Regions from separate parts of the Zea mays genome. Here region 2 is linked to region 1. A link is a contact called in public Hi-C data. All regions are on one chromosome and are shown on one strand. Each heading gives the region's core, a stretch centred on a gene start, on an enhancer-like site or on the middle of the called end of the contact. The rest is flanking DNA. Distances are from core to core; before and after follow the strand shown. Region 1 holds the start of LOC100277187. Region 2 holds the start of LOC100282983.

Evidence for each region. A called contact is a pair of places that touch in the nucleus more often than the background predicts.
Region 2: a contact with region 1 is called in a Hi-C map of leaf, with 6 times the contacts expected there. The contact joins the promoter of LOC100282983 here to the promoter of LOC100277187 in region 1. A contact is called at or near these places in 6 of 25 Hi-C or Micro-C datasets (bundle sheath, ear, leaf and 3 more).

Annotation. Positions count from the first base shown.
Region 1 is chr2:9,689,331-9,695,444 of Zm-B73-REFERENCE-NAM-5.0, forward strand. LOC100277187 reads right to left here and starts at 4,385. Exons shown (of 2, transcript NM_001150827.2): 1 at 4,102-4,385; 2 at 2,938-3,690. The coding sequence starts at 3,645. The coding sequence ends at 3,211.
Region 2 is chr2:9,850,725-9,856,664 of Zm-B73-REFERENCE-NAM-5.0, forward strand. It overlaps LOC100282983, which reads right to left and starts at 3,519. Exons shown (of 3, transcript NM_001155887.3): 1 at 3,153-3,519; 2 at 2,475-2,791; 3 at 982-1,699. The coding sequence starts at 3,336. The coding sequence ends at 1,247. LOC118476281 (a long non-coding RNA gene) reads left to right here and starts at 1,516. Exons shown (of 2, transcript XR_004856133.1): 1 at 1,516-2,315; 2 at 2,414-2,969.

The sequences.
Region 1 (6,114 bases), core at 3,135-5,634:
ACATATAATCGGTTGAGTCGTCGCAATAGTAGTAATCCGTCACTTTATAGATCATTAACCGCATGGACAACTTTATCTTCCTCCGCACGTAAATCTAATGATACTCAGATTCTATACACAGCCATATTCTCCCTACAGCTAAATTCTCGGAAAAGCTGGTCAGAAAAAAGCTGAACCAAACAGGCCCAAGATTTGTTGCCGTAACGGTATGACGCAAATGGGAAGCGTATATGCAAAACAACCGGTGGCTATCAGGAAATGACGAATGAGGAGAACATTTATATATTTGGGCATCAGGGGTAGCGTAGCCACCGAGGTGGATTCACCTGCTGCCCGGACACGCAGCATGTGCGCCAGCTATGCGGTGGTCTTGGTTCGTTGCATGTCAAGTGTCTGGCGACGGAGTAGCCGCGTAGGTACGCGTGCCCCCCTCATCCCCAAGGCCCCAATCAACGTCTTGGGGTACTTCGGCTTGGGCTTTTCTTGGACCGTTGATGCCCGACAGCAGCAAGTAGATAAGGGCCTTTTACACGTGAAATCTTGGGCCAGAGGGGCGGCAAGAATCTGATCTGGCACTAGCGCACTGCAACCATTCTCCAATTACACTGTACTACACCATAAAAAAAGTAGAAGTTACACATCGTGTCAAGCACTAAAACTATGATATAAGCACTAAAACTATGATATGAAAAAAAATATACTTTTTATATATCTATAACCCTTCAAACTTTGCAACGGCCACCCAAACAAATGCACCTAGAACCATCCCACATTTAAAATCAAGGGACAAGATCAGTCTAAATCTCTTTTTTCTCTTACTGACTCAAATTCAAGGGTCTAACTTATTTGAATCATCCATCACTTGTTAATCACGCTTTCACCCGTGATCCCCTCACAGGATCGAAGGTGTCGAACGCGCAGCTAGCGGCAGCGTACGAGTTGGAGGTGGCGCGAGCGACGTCGACAATCGGGTAGAGCGTTCTACAAAAGGTGCAGTGTGGTGAACTCGAGGCTCGTCTCTTGATGCGCACTCTGTTGTTGAAGGTGAGGATACCAGGGAAGTCCCTGTTGACGGTGACGGTGGTGGCGGCGAAGGTGGTGACCCATGACGTAGCGTTGACAACAGTGTCGTTGTAGGGACCGGAGTTGCCGGTGGAGCATACGACGGGGACACCATGAATGGTGGTGTGGAGGGAGTCAAGCATGACAACCTCGTGGAAGAGTGACTTTGCGTCGCCGATGAGGTGCGTCCTGCAAAAGGAGACGGAGATGACATCGACAGCGCGTGGATGGCATACTCAAAGTTCGCGAGGACAGCGTCGACGACGTATTTCGCCAAACAACAGAACTTGTAGGCGGTGATGCACGCCCGTGGTGCGCCGCCCTTGATATTGTCGATGGCGTAGCCGAAGAGGCTGGCGCGGGGCACGAAGTTGTCGGCGGCGGTGGAGATTGTGTGGATGCATGGCCCCGGGTGTCAAGTATCCAGTTAGTGTCCACTGCAACTGGATTGCTAAGCAGCATGTCTCTATTGGAGAACTTAGCGCCGATAAACTTACGGTTGCAGGCGATGTCGTGCTTGACAAAGTTCAGCCAGGAGCCCTTCCAACGAGCTAGCATCTTTGTCGTCGTCGTCTTGGTCTTGATCATGCATATTTGTTAAGTTTACTAGTAAGAGAAAGTGGTAGACAAATGGCTGGTGGGCTCTATTGCCACGTTAGCAAAAACATTCCAGAAAATCACTTTATAAAATGGTAATTTGTCTCGTTCTAAAAGTTAACACGTGTAGTGTATGTTAGTCGGTATATATTGAAGTTTGAGTTTTTTTTTTTAAAAGGCAACGACTAGTTAGTGGGTGAAACAGTCTGTAATGTGCCTATTGAGAGGATCCAGGAGCTGGAGTGAATAATCAGGGACCGGAGTATTTCCATTGAATCGTGGACATCGTCACACCGATGCAATCTTTTTGCCTTAGTAAAAGCTGAGTCACCGTCGAGTTCCCGAGACGGCAGCTGGTCTACGTGCGCCATCCCACGACGTACGGAGGCGAGCCTCTTGCCTCTCCATCTCTGGACCGTGCCCCGCTTGCTGTGCTGCGTGTGCGCACGGGCACCTCCATCCAATCCGCCGACGCGACGGGTGCCGTGCCGGCCGCGCGGGCATTCTCACGCGCATCGTGCCGCTGTTGCCAGACCTCAGGCCGTTCGGACCTCAGAGCCGGCGGCACCGGCGCCGGATCACCGACAACGACAACCACTAACGCTCGGGGCCTCCGGGGCGAGCGACAGAAGGTGGTGGTGGCGGTAAGTTGGTAAGAACAGCACGCTGGTCCAACGGTGGAGCGGAGCCGAGCCGAGCCGAGCCGCCTGGTCCAACGGGGAAACCGCCGTGATCACCACGTCGCTGCGAGGGCAGTTGGGCAGGAGCAGGACCGCGGAAGCTGCCTGCAATCACGGATCTACAGCTCTGCAGGTTGCCCCCGCCGGCTTGACTCCTATCTGTTCCGATCCACCTGCCCACTCTTTTGCGCACTCCACTCGCTGCCATGTCCCGCGGACGCGCAGGGATGGATCGCCTGCATGCGACGCGACCCTGCGCCATCAGTACATCACTGGCATCAGCCACTGAATGGTCGGTCCAGGGCGTGATATCGCGTTGGCAGGCAGGCGCCACGACGTTGTCCCGTTCCGTTGCTCGCATGCCCGGACAACGCGGTCACTCTGGCAGTGGCAGGTCTTTCTTCCTCCGGCTACCGCCTATAACAATCAATCAACTAATCATCATCATCAAGCCACATTGTTCCATCTCTGGGACTCTGACAGGCCGCGTGGATGTTCATGGTAGGTAGGCTCCACCAAGCAAGGTACAGAGTTCAGGCGTCCGGAGCTAGCTAGTAGCTCACACGGCAACATGCCAACATACAATACAACAACAAAATCCTGAAATCAAAATATATAGCAAAGGTCTAGACACCATACACACAGGCCACAACAACAATGACGCTAATACCACCAGCGTTATTTATGTTACATGCACCACTGCTGGTCCGTACCCGGTAGCGTGATCTTCACCGACAACCCCACGCGAAAAAAAGAATTCAACCACTAACCCAAAAGCCACACAAATCGCAGAGCTAGACGACGCGCTTAACCAGATCCTAATGGCGATGACGGCCTGTCTGTAAAGCGGGCCGGGGCGCTGGGCGCGTGCTCACGGGGAGGAGCCGAGCTGCACCTCCCTGCTGCGCCTGCCGCGCACCACGTACGCCACGGCGGCCGCGATGCCGACCACGGCCACGGCAGCCACGCCGCAGGCCACGCCGGCGGCCACGGACACGGACCTGCGCGGCGGCGACGCAGCAGTAGTGCCTGCCGCGGCGGAGGTGCCCGCCGCCGCCGCCGTGGTGCCGGTGGTGGTGGTCGGGATCGACGTGGCCTCCGGCTTCGCGGCCATGGTGGCGGCGGGCATGGAGGACGCGTCCAGGGCCTCCGGGAGCGCCGCGGCCTCGGGCTTGAAGAAGGTCTGCATCTCCGGCGTCGCGTCGCTGCTTGCGAAGTCCTCCAGGCCGTGGGCCTCCGACCGCACGGCGAGCAGCGCCGCCGCCACCACGCACAGCGCCGCCAGCAGCAGCCTCTTGGACGCCATCGCTTCTGAGACTCGCTCCGAGCTGTCGGTCGTTGCCAAAGATCTCTGTTAGAAACGGGGCCCGGCTGAGCAAGCAATAATGCTAACCAAAACTTTAGATGCAGTGTTCGTGGATGACTGTGGTGACAATGCTACATTTCCTCCCCACTTTCGTCAAGATCCAGAGCTCCAAGTTTCTTGCATTTGACTAAAGATTACCAGCTCGAGAACTGCGGACAGAGTGATCCAGATGGTTCACTTCACCCAATCGTAAGGCAAGAACTGGACTCTCAGGTCAAACGAGACCGAGGTTTTACCGATGCAACAACGATGCTAGATCTGATTAAGAAAGAAGCTTAGGCAAAAAGCAAACTTTGCCCAGCTTCAGTTCCCAGTTCACAATTCCACAAAGGGTTTTAGGACTAGAGCTCCAACGGAAATGTTGCTTTCTTTGAGTAATATAACACTAGCACATACCTTTAGAGGAAGACTAGCGTTTGTGATGGAGTGAGAGGACTGAGGAGGTAGCACACTGCTGCACTGCACTGCACTACGGGGCGCTTCAAGGTTCAGGCTTCGGAGGACCAAGCGCCGGCCTTTTATACACGCTCGCTCGGCTCCAGTGATTCCTGGCAACCGAGACCCCGAGAGTGTATTATGGGAGAGCAGATCCGATGCGAGTGAAAGAGAAAATGGTGAGGATCTATCTGCCTGCTGGCCTGTGGGGGCAGAGCTCGTTGTCTGTGCGTGGTGGAGCCTGGAGTGAGAACGAAGCTAGCTAGAATGACCATGGTTGGGACTTTGGAAGAGCACAGCATGAAGAGAGAGAGAGAGAGAGAGAGAGTGAGAGAGAGAGAGAGAGAGGCACAGGCACCCACGTTAGGTGAGCATGTGAGCCTTTACCAACCCCTGTCGGCTTGCTTCGATCCACTATTTACCACGTACTGTACGCTGCCCGTGTCGATCGAGACTGATCTGCGGGCCGTGCTCGCCTCGCTCTCATTGAAGCCGTTCATCGCTCTGCACAGGGCGAGATGCCGAGATTCACGGGACAAGCCACCGCTCTGACCGGCGGAGACGAGGACGACGCCGACGCCGCCGACGCCGTGCATGGGAAGCGAAGCCACGCCACCGTACCGCTAAATCTCTTGTCTAGTGTCTAGCTGACAGTGCCTAGCTAGGTTCTCGATTAATGAGACCACGAGCAGCGTTAACTCGATCGATTAGCTCATGCGTCGCCTGCTTGCTCTTGGCAGGCAGTCACGCCATGCGCGCCCACGCTTTCTTGGTGGCGTTTTGTTCGTCCAATCACGTACGGAACTCATCACTCCATGCCCATACCACGGCAGCTAGATCTGCACGGTACCCCAGTCGTAGCGGAGCTTGACGACGGCACAAACAGCGTGACCAGTGTCTATATATTATTATGTGATCGAAAATACTACACGGCGTGATGGAAAAACATCTAGCTACTTCCGTACCCAACCAAGACCCTGAGAGCTAGCTTGGGGGCACAGCGATGGAAAAACGATCTACTTTCTACGACTATATGATGAGGCAGTCAAGGTTTTGATAATTTTAGCAACATAACATTCCGCACCAAACTAATAATCTTGTTTTGCTAGTACTCCCTCCACCTAATAAAAAAATGCTTGCTACAGTGTTATTTTGTCCCACAAAAAGGGTGTAATTATAAGCCATCATGTAGGTCCCACAAGGTACTATGCTAGCCTTGTTAGTGTGTGTCCTCTCGCCCGGTTCGAACCAAATGAGGGAACACCCTAATCGTGTATGGACTCAATGTGCCTTGATCGGAGCGCAAGTGCGCAACTGTACTTTTGGTTGTGCCGTCGATTAAGGTGAGCATTATATATACGCGGTCCTAGACTGGTACGACAGCACTTTCTACGACTCCGAAATCGGAGCCGTCACATTTCCCAAGGTTTCGATCACCTTAATTCACCCATAAATGACTGGAACCATCACGATTGGCTGCCGTCGTAAACGTCCTTATTGGACACTAACCACGCACATGAAACTCCAAGAGGAGGAACACATGGAGGAGGAGGTGTGAACACACAAACTTGGACGCCACCGCAAATGCTACTGCTGCCGTGAACACGAATCAAGAAGGTATGTTGCAGCTGAACCTCTCAGTAGATTAGAATTTATCCGTCATCGAGGTTGTCACTAGACCGGACTGGTATTCTAGTGACTTAGGCCTCGTTCGGTTGTTAGGGATTGGAGGTCTGGATTGATTCCTAGCCGGATTACTTCTCTAATTTATATAGATTTTGACGAGCTGGAACGAATCCATGTTTATTCCGGTGGAAGCGAACGGGCCCTTAGGTAATATCCTAAGCATTCACAGATCTATTAAGCATGACCCACAAAGGAAAGACAGACGCACTGTAGGCTAAAATTTTATCCCTGTCAAGTTTAGCATACTGCCTGTTAATTCGGCTGTTAGATCAAGAATCTAAATAGGCT
Region 2 (5,940 bases), core at 2,269-4,768, 160 kb after region 1:
GCCCCCTTTATAGTATGATCAAAGAAAAAACGAAGATTGTAACGCTCGTTTATGTGTCCAACAACTCTGATACTTAGAACTAGTCGATCCTTAACCTTCTCGTTTATCCTTTAAAACTTACGATTGATCTCCATCAATAGGGTCATGAATACCACATGATCCCAATCAATCTCTGATATTGTGATCTAACTCAATTTGTCTCTATAAAACACATGTTAGTCATAGTAATATTGCATTGTCATTAATCATCAAAATACAACTAGAGGATCTAGGTGCTTTATTGTTTGCTCAAATACTTACACACATGAAACCAGACTCCTAAAGAAAGGTTCAGTCATGTTTATATATGGCAATGGGTACCTTTGACCAGAATCGAATGCTCCTACTAAGGATGTATTCTATGATGAGTTGGCTACCACTCTCTCTCCATCTTGGAATTAGAGTTATGTATGTATTGCCACTACTCTCTAGTTATCTATGGACAATTATTTGTATTCAAATGATGGTCTTTCTTAATTGTCTACCATTTGTTATCTATGGACAACTATTTGTATTCTAATGATGTACTCCGTTAATTATGCCATCAACAAGGCTATTTGTCGATGATAATATGGTTTCTTATAATTATAAAAACGATAGTCATTATATTATATCACAAGATATTTAGTTGGCAACAATAATATCCACTCAGAAATGTTTTATGGAAAGCAAAATAAAGCGCAAACACATACAGAGGCATAGTAGACCTTTCTCTGCAAAACATGTTCTATATTGAAGTGAGTGGAGGAGAGCTAAAAAAAATCAGTCTTAAACAGGCTCAAAGTGCCTCCATAAACTCCATGACTTTCGTCTTGATTGTGGCCCACGAGCTGAACTTGGCCAAGCCCATCAGGCCCTTTGAGCTTATTTGGCGCGCCTTCTCCGCATATTTACCTCCGTGATAACATCATCACGATTCACAATTCCAAGGACTACTGAAAATTTGGTAGAAGGCAGACAAAGAGAGAGTAATTTTCTGCAACAATCAACTGTACAAAAGTTACTGCACCAATAATCACCAAGGCATTCCACCTATCCGCTGCGTGGGTTTTTACCCTACGCCTAACAAACGGCAGAGATCGCATGCACTAACCAAGTCAACGTTACATTGCAAGAAAGACAAGCAAATTGTTGACTATTCACTACGCACGCGATGCCCGCCAGGCGCCAGGGCGCCACGCACACGTGAGCCCCCAGCCGCGTGCCGTCATCCCGAGCTCAGAAACGGGCTCCACGTCTGCTGCGGGTGCGCCGGCATGGCGCCGCCCTGCTGCTGCGCGTAGGCCGCCTCGGTCCAGCCCTCCAGCTGCAGGTGGAGCTCCGTCTCCCGAACGGCGGCGGCGGCGTCGCTGCCTTCAACCATGCTGCTGAGCAAGTCCCGCAAGCTGGACAGGCTACTCCTGCTGAAAGGCTGCGCCGGCGGCGGCGGCAGGTGGTGGCGCGCGTCCGCGGGGCCGGAGTCTTGGTGGTGGTAGTAGCCGCCAGCGGCAGGTGTGACGTCGAAGGACAGGTAGGCGGCGTCAGCAGGGGCGGCCATTCGCGGCATCGGCAGGCCGCCGATCAGCTGGCTGGACAGCGGCCCGGCCTCGTCGGGGCCTGCTGCTGGTCTTGTGCTGGCAGTTCGGCTCTTGTAGAACACCCTGCACAGGACCCAATCCTCCTGCAATGGGGTAAAAAAAAAAGTCAGACACTACTGCTATGGTGGTGGGTAGCCTAGCCTCACGTCTGAACTCCGTCTCTGGTGTCTGATGAACGCATCAGCAGCTCGTTGCTTGATCGATCGTCGGCAGGTTTGGAACTCGTCGTACGGTTGAATACACGCGCTGGAGCATCCGCTAGACGTTTACGTGGATCGATGAAAACGAAAGGCCAACTTGGCGTGTAAAGAACAGGCATACATGCACGGGGACGTTTACTGCACTGGCGCTGATGCATGGCGACTGAAAGGAACCACTGAACTACTTACTACCTTGTAACGGATTGGCGATGTGTACCAGGTTTGGAGTCATTGGGAACGGACCAGGTCAGCTGCAATGATTGCCAAGTGGGCCGGGTCGACTAGCTTATCACATCGGAATGTTCAGAGCAGGATCGATCCGATCCATTGCTAGCCTCAGCGAAATCGAAAAGATTGCATTTTTTGTTGTTGTTGTTGTTGTCTTCTTCCAGCTGCCAGTTATTAACAGAGACGTGTGTGATGGGCAAAATGTTTCAACAAAACGAGAGAAGCTTCATTTCATTAGTTCCCTGCCTGAACGAGAGAAGTTTGCAACCTGGTACGTAATTCAGGTGTTTTTTACATGCTCTCTGACAAAGTGCATGCGTGGTGTTATTAGTACATCAATACTGCACTCTAATAAATCACAGGAAACAGATGCAGACAGGGACGGACGAGCGAGGGCACCCATGAAACGGGCGTGTACGTACGTACGTACCTGGAGCTGGAGCTGGAGGAGAGGTGAGCCGGGGCGGTCGGCAACGGGCGGGCCGTCCACGCGGAACTCGTGCATGACCCACTCGGTCTTGCTCCCGCGGGGCGCCCTGCCCTGGTAGAACACCAGCGTCTTGCGCATCCCGACCAGCGCGGCGGTGTCGCCGGCCCCGCGGCGGCCGGAGACGGAGATGGGGCGGTCCTTGCCCGTGGCCTTCCAGTACCCGGTGCGCGTGGCGCGGTTGGTCCGCTGCCCCGTGGCGTACTTGCGGTCGTGCAGGCTGAAGAAGTACCACTCGCGGCCGCCCACGCACGCCTCGTCTGATCATGGACAAGACAACGCTGTGAAGAAATAATAGCAGAGAAAATGGCGCGTCGTCGACTTTTTTCCTTTTGGCACACCATGCGGATGCGGCGATAGATGGCCATGAATTATCTTCGCTTTTTTACATACCTAATAAATCTATAAAACCTCAATGGTCTATCTTTTTCGTTCTTAGATGATTCACCTCGTGGTACAGTCTGATTGATCCGGACCGGGCCTATATATTCTTTCAATTCCTACGGTGCTGGGCTCTTGTTGTTGATAGGTGCAAGTGTGCATGCAGCATGCGCAACATAGATCGAACCTGCAGCAAATCGATATATATACGGTAGCGCAAAGTTGGACCTGACGGAATACCTGGAAGATCCCACGGCTCGCACTTGTTGAGGTCGACGTCGACCATGGCGATGCCGCCGTACGCTCCGCCGCCGCCTTTGCCGGAGAGCTTGCGGCAGAGGTAGTCGAGCACGAGCTCGTCGTCCCTCGGGTGGAACCGGAACCCCGGCGGCAGCCGCGCCTCCATCATGCTGATCAAGCTCATGACGGCGTTCCTCCGAGCCCTGTAGCCTACTGACACACACACGCGCGGCGCGCTTGACGACGTACTCTTGGCTTGGTTGGGAGCTAGAGGAAAGAGAGAGGGAGAGACAGAGAACTGAAGATCGCGGAGGAAGACGGTGGCGTCTTGAGCAGTTTCAGGCTTTCAGCCCCTGCGCATGATATGGGGCTGGGTGTAGTGGGTACGGTACGGTATAAATAGGGAAATCGAAGCAAGAAGGACGTTTTCGAGCATCATGTCGTATTTCGTCGCAAGTCTAGGATGGCACTGTTGATATCTGGGAGGCCCAGCTCCTATCCCTCGGAAAAGAATAAATAATGACACACGTCAACCCGTAATCCCTGTTCTAATTCTAATACGGACGTACACGTATATAAGCCGAGCCTAGCTATGGCCCTATCGGATGTGCACTGTGCTTGCATACGTACACAAGTATCTCTCTCCCTCCGGACTGTGCCGTAACGTCTGGGATACCGTATAGACTGCGTCCTTGTATGCGCCGTTCCTGAGTCACTTCAGTTGACAGTTCAGTCTAATATAAGCAAAACTACAACGGAACATGTAACATATAGGCAGTGTGAGGCACCGTAGCCCGGCTCGAGGTCCCATTTTTTTGGCCTGATCCGAAACCGGCATGGCCCGAGGGACATCGTGCTGGGGCCGGCACGGTATGGGCCAGCAGGTTGTGTTTGGGCCGACACCTAAGCACGTGGGTGCTAGGGCCGGCACGGTATGGGCCAGCAGGTTGTGTTTGGGCCGACACCTAAGCACGTGGGCTGATATGGCCTAGTACGGTAGTACCAGCGTAGCTCCCTCCGCCTTGTGTGTGTGCCCAGTGCCTCCATCCCCACTCCCAGTTCTCCACCACAGACGGTTTTGCTCAGTGACTGTTTTTTAAGATTTTAATCTGGTTTCTGACTATTTGGGAGGTTGGAGGGCATACATTGTAATAACAGCTGGCTCTGGCTCAGCCCGAAAATGACTCACAAGCCCTTGTCCTTAGGCCGCAGGCCAGAAACGCGGCACAATAGGCACGGTGTGTCGTGGCGGCTTTAGACATGCGGGTCATGCCTGCCTCGTGCTCGGGCCGTGCCGAACGACCCGGCCCGCTGGACACCTATTATGTAACATACAATTAACATGTGCCTACGATGCTTAAGTATGATGAGTAATTGTTGAAGAGATGATTGACTTCAGTTTATTATTGACTAAAGCTAACATGAGTACGGTGTTTTCTCTTGACTTATGGTGCCCAAGTGTGGAACATAGAGACGGTAGTTGACGATGAAGGTGAAGGTCAAGTGAATTCGTACGGATATATTGAGAGTGGTGAAGGATGGACGTCGATGCTTGTATTAAGGGACTGGACAAGGCGAAGGAATGGCCATGGTGGTGGATACCTGAGGACATTGATAAATGCAGAAGGGTATGGACGATCAGACCCAAGGACATGAGAATATATTTATTCAATGCGATAGAATCTACAAGTATTGATGAGCAATATGTTTTTTCTGTGAACAGTTATTATCCTAGAATTTGGAATATCCTTGATAACAAAGCTAGCGATATATTGTTGGAGAAGGGGCCTATAAGAGAAAAACATCATGATCCCAGAGCATTATGCCATCTCTAGTAGATCTCATATATATCATATCCCCTATCGTATCTCATATTTCAAATTTCACTCTACAAATACTGTCATCTACAGTGTCGCATCCCCCATTTTACACGATCCACCGAACATAGTATAAGAACTTAAGACATTTTTCGAATGCTAACTACTCTAGAAAATACTCCCTTCATATTAGGATATAAGTTGTAACCACCTCTAATTTAAAGACCAAAAACATATTTAATTCTCAGTAATACTAGTTCGACTATATTGACTTACGTGCCTATTTTCTTTGTGCACTATGATCAAGAATTCAAGACGGAGGAGCAATCGATTATATCCCACGCTACAGAAATACGGTGTTTATTCAATTCCATGTATGCACACAATATCATTAATTGCGTGTATGCACCAAGAGGTCATCACAATTCCCGAAGTATCCTATGCAGTATGCGCACGCTCTACAAAGATAATAGGTAGATCATCTTTGGACTACTTTTACACCTCAAATAGGTAGATCATCCTTGGACGGAGGGAGTATTTTTTAACCCTGAAGTTTTTTTTATCCTTTTTGGACCTTAAATTTTGTAGACGTCTTAGAAACTTGTTGATAAGGTATATGATTTTTTTTAGCTCCATCTAGGTTTATTTACTTGTTTTTTACCTTTTCTCCTTTGGTTTGGATTGCTGAAATTTGAACATGCACTAGTGTTGCATAAAAACGCAATTGTGCTCCAAAAAATGCATCGGTGGTGCATGACCATAACACAACATTGCTACGCAAAAGAACAACACTACAACACAACATGGAACACAGTGTTGGAAAATCATCGTTCTTCGATGCAATAAATTACCTGGATTTGAAAATGTGCATGTTTGGCTGCACAAGAGCATAGACTCATAGAACTAGGTGATTTATTTTGATGCTAATTATGTGGTGCTTGCTTCTCAGAATGGATCGGTAGGCATCTAAA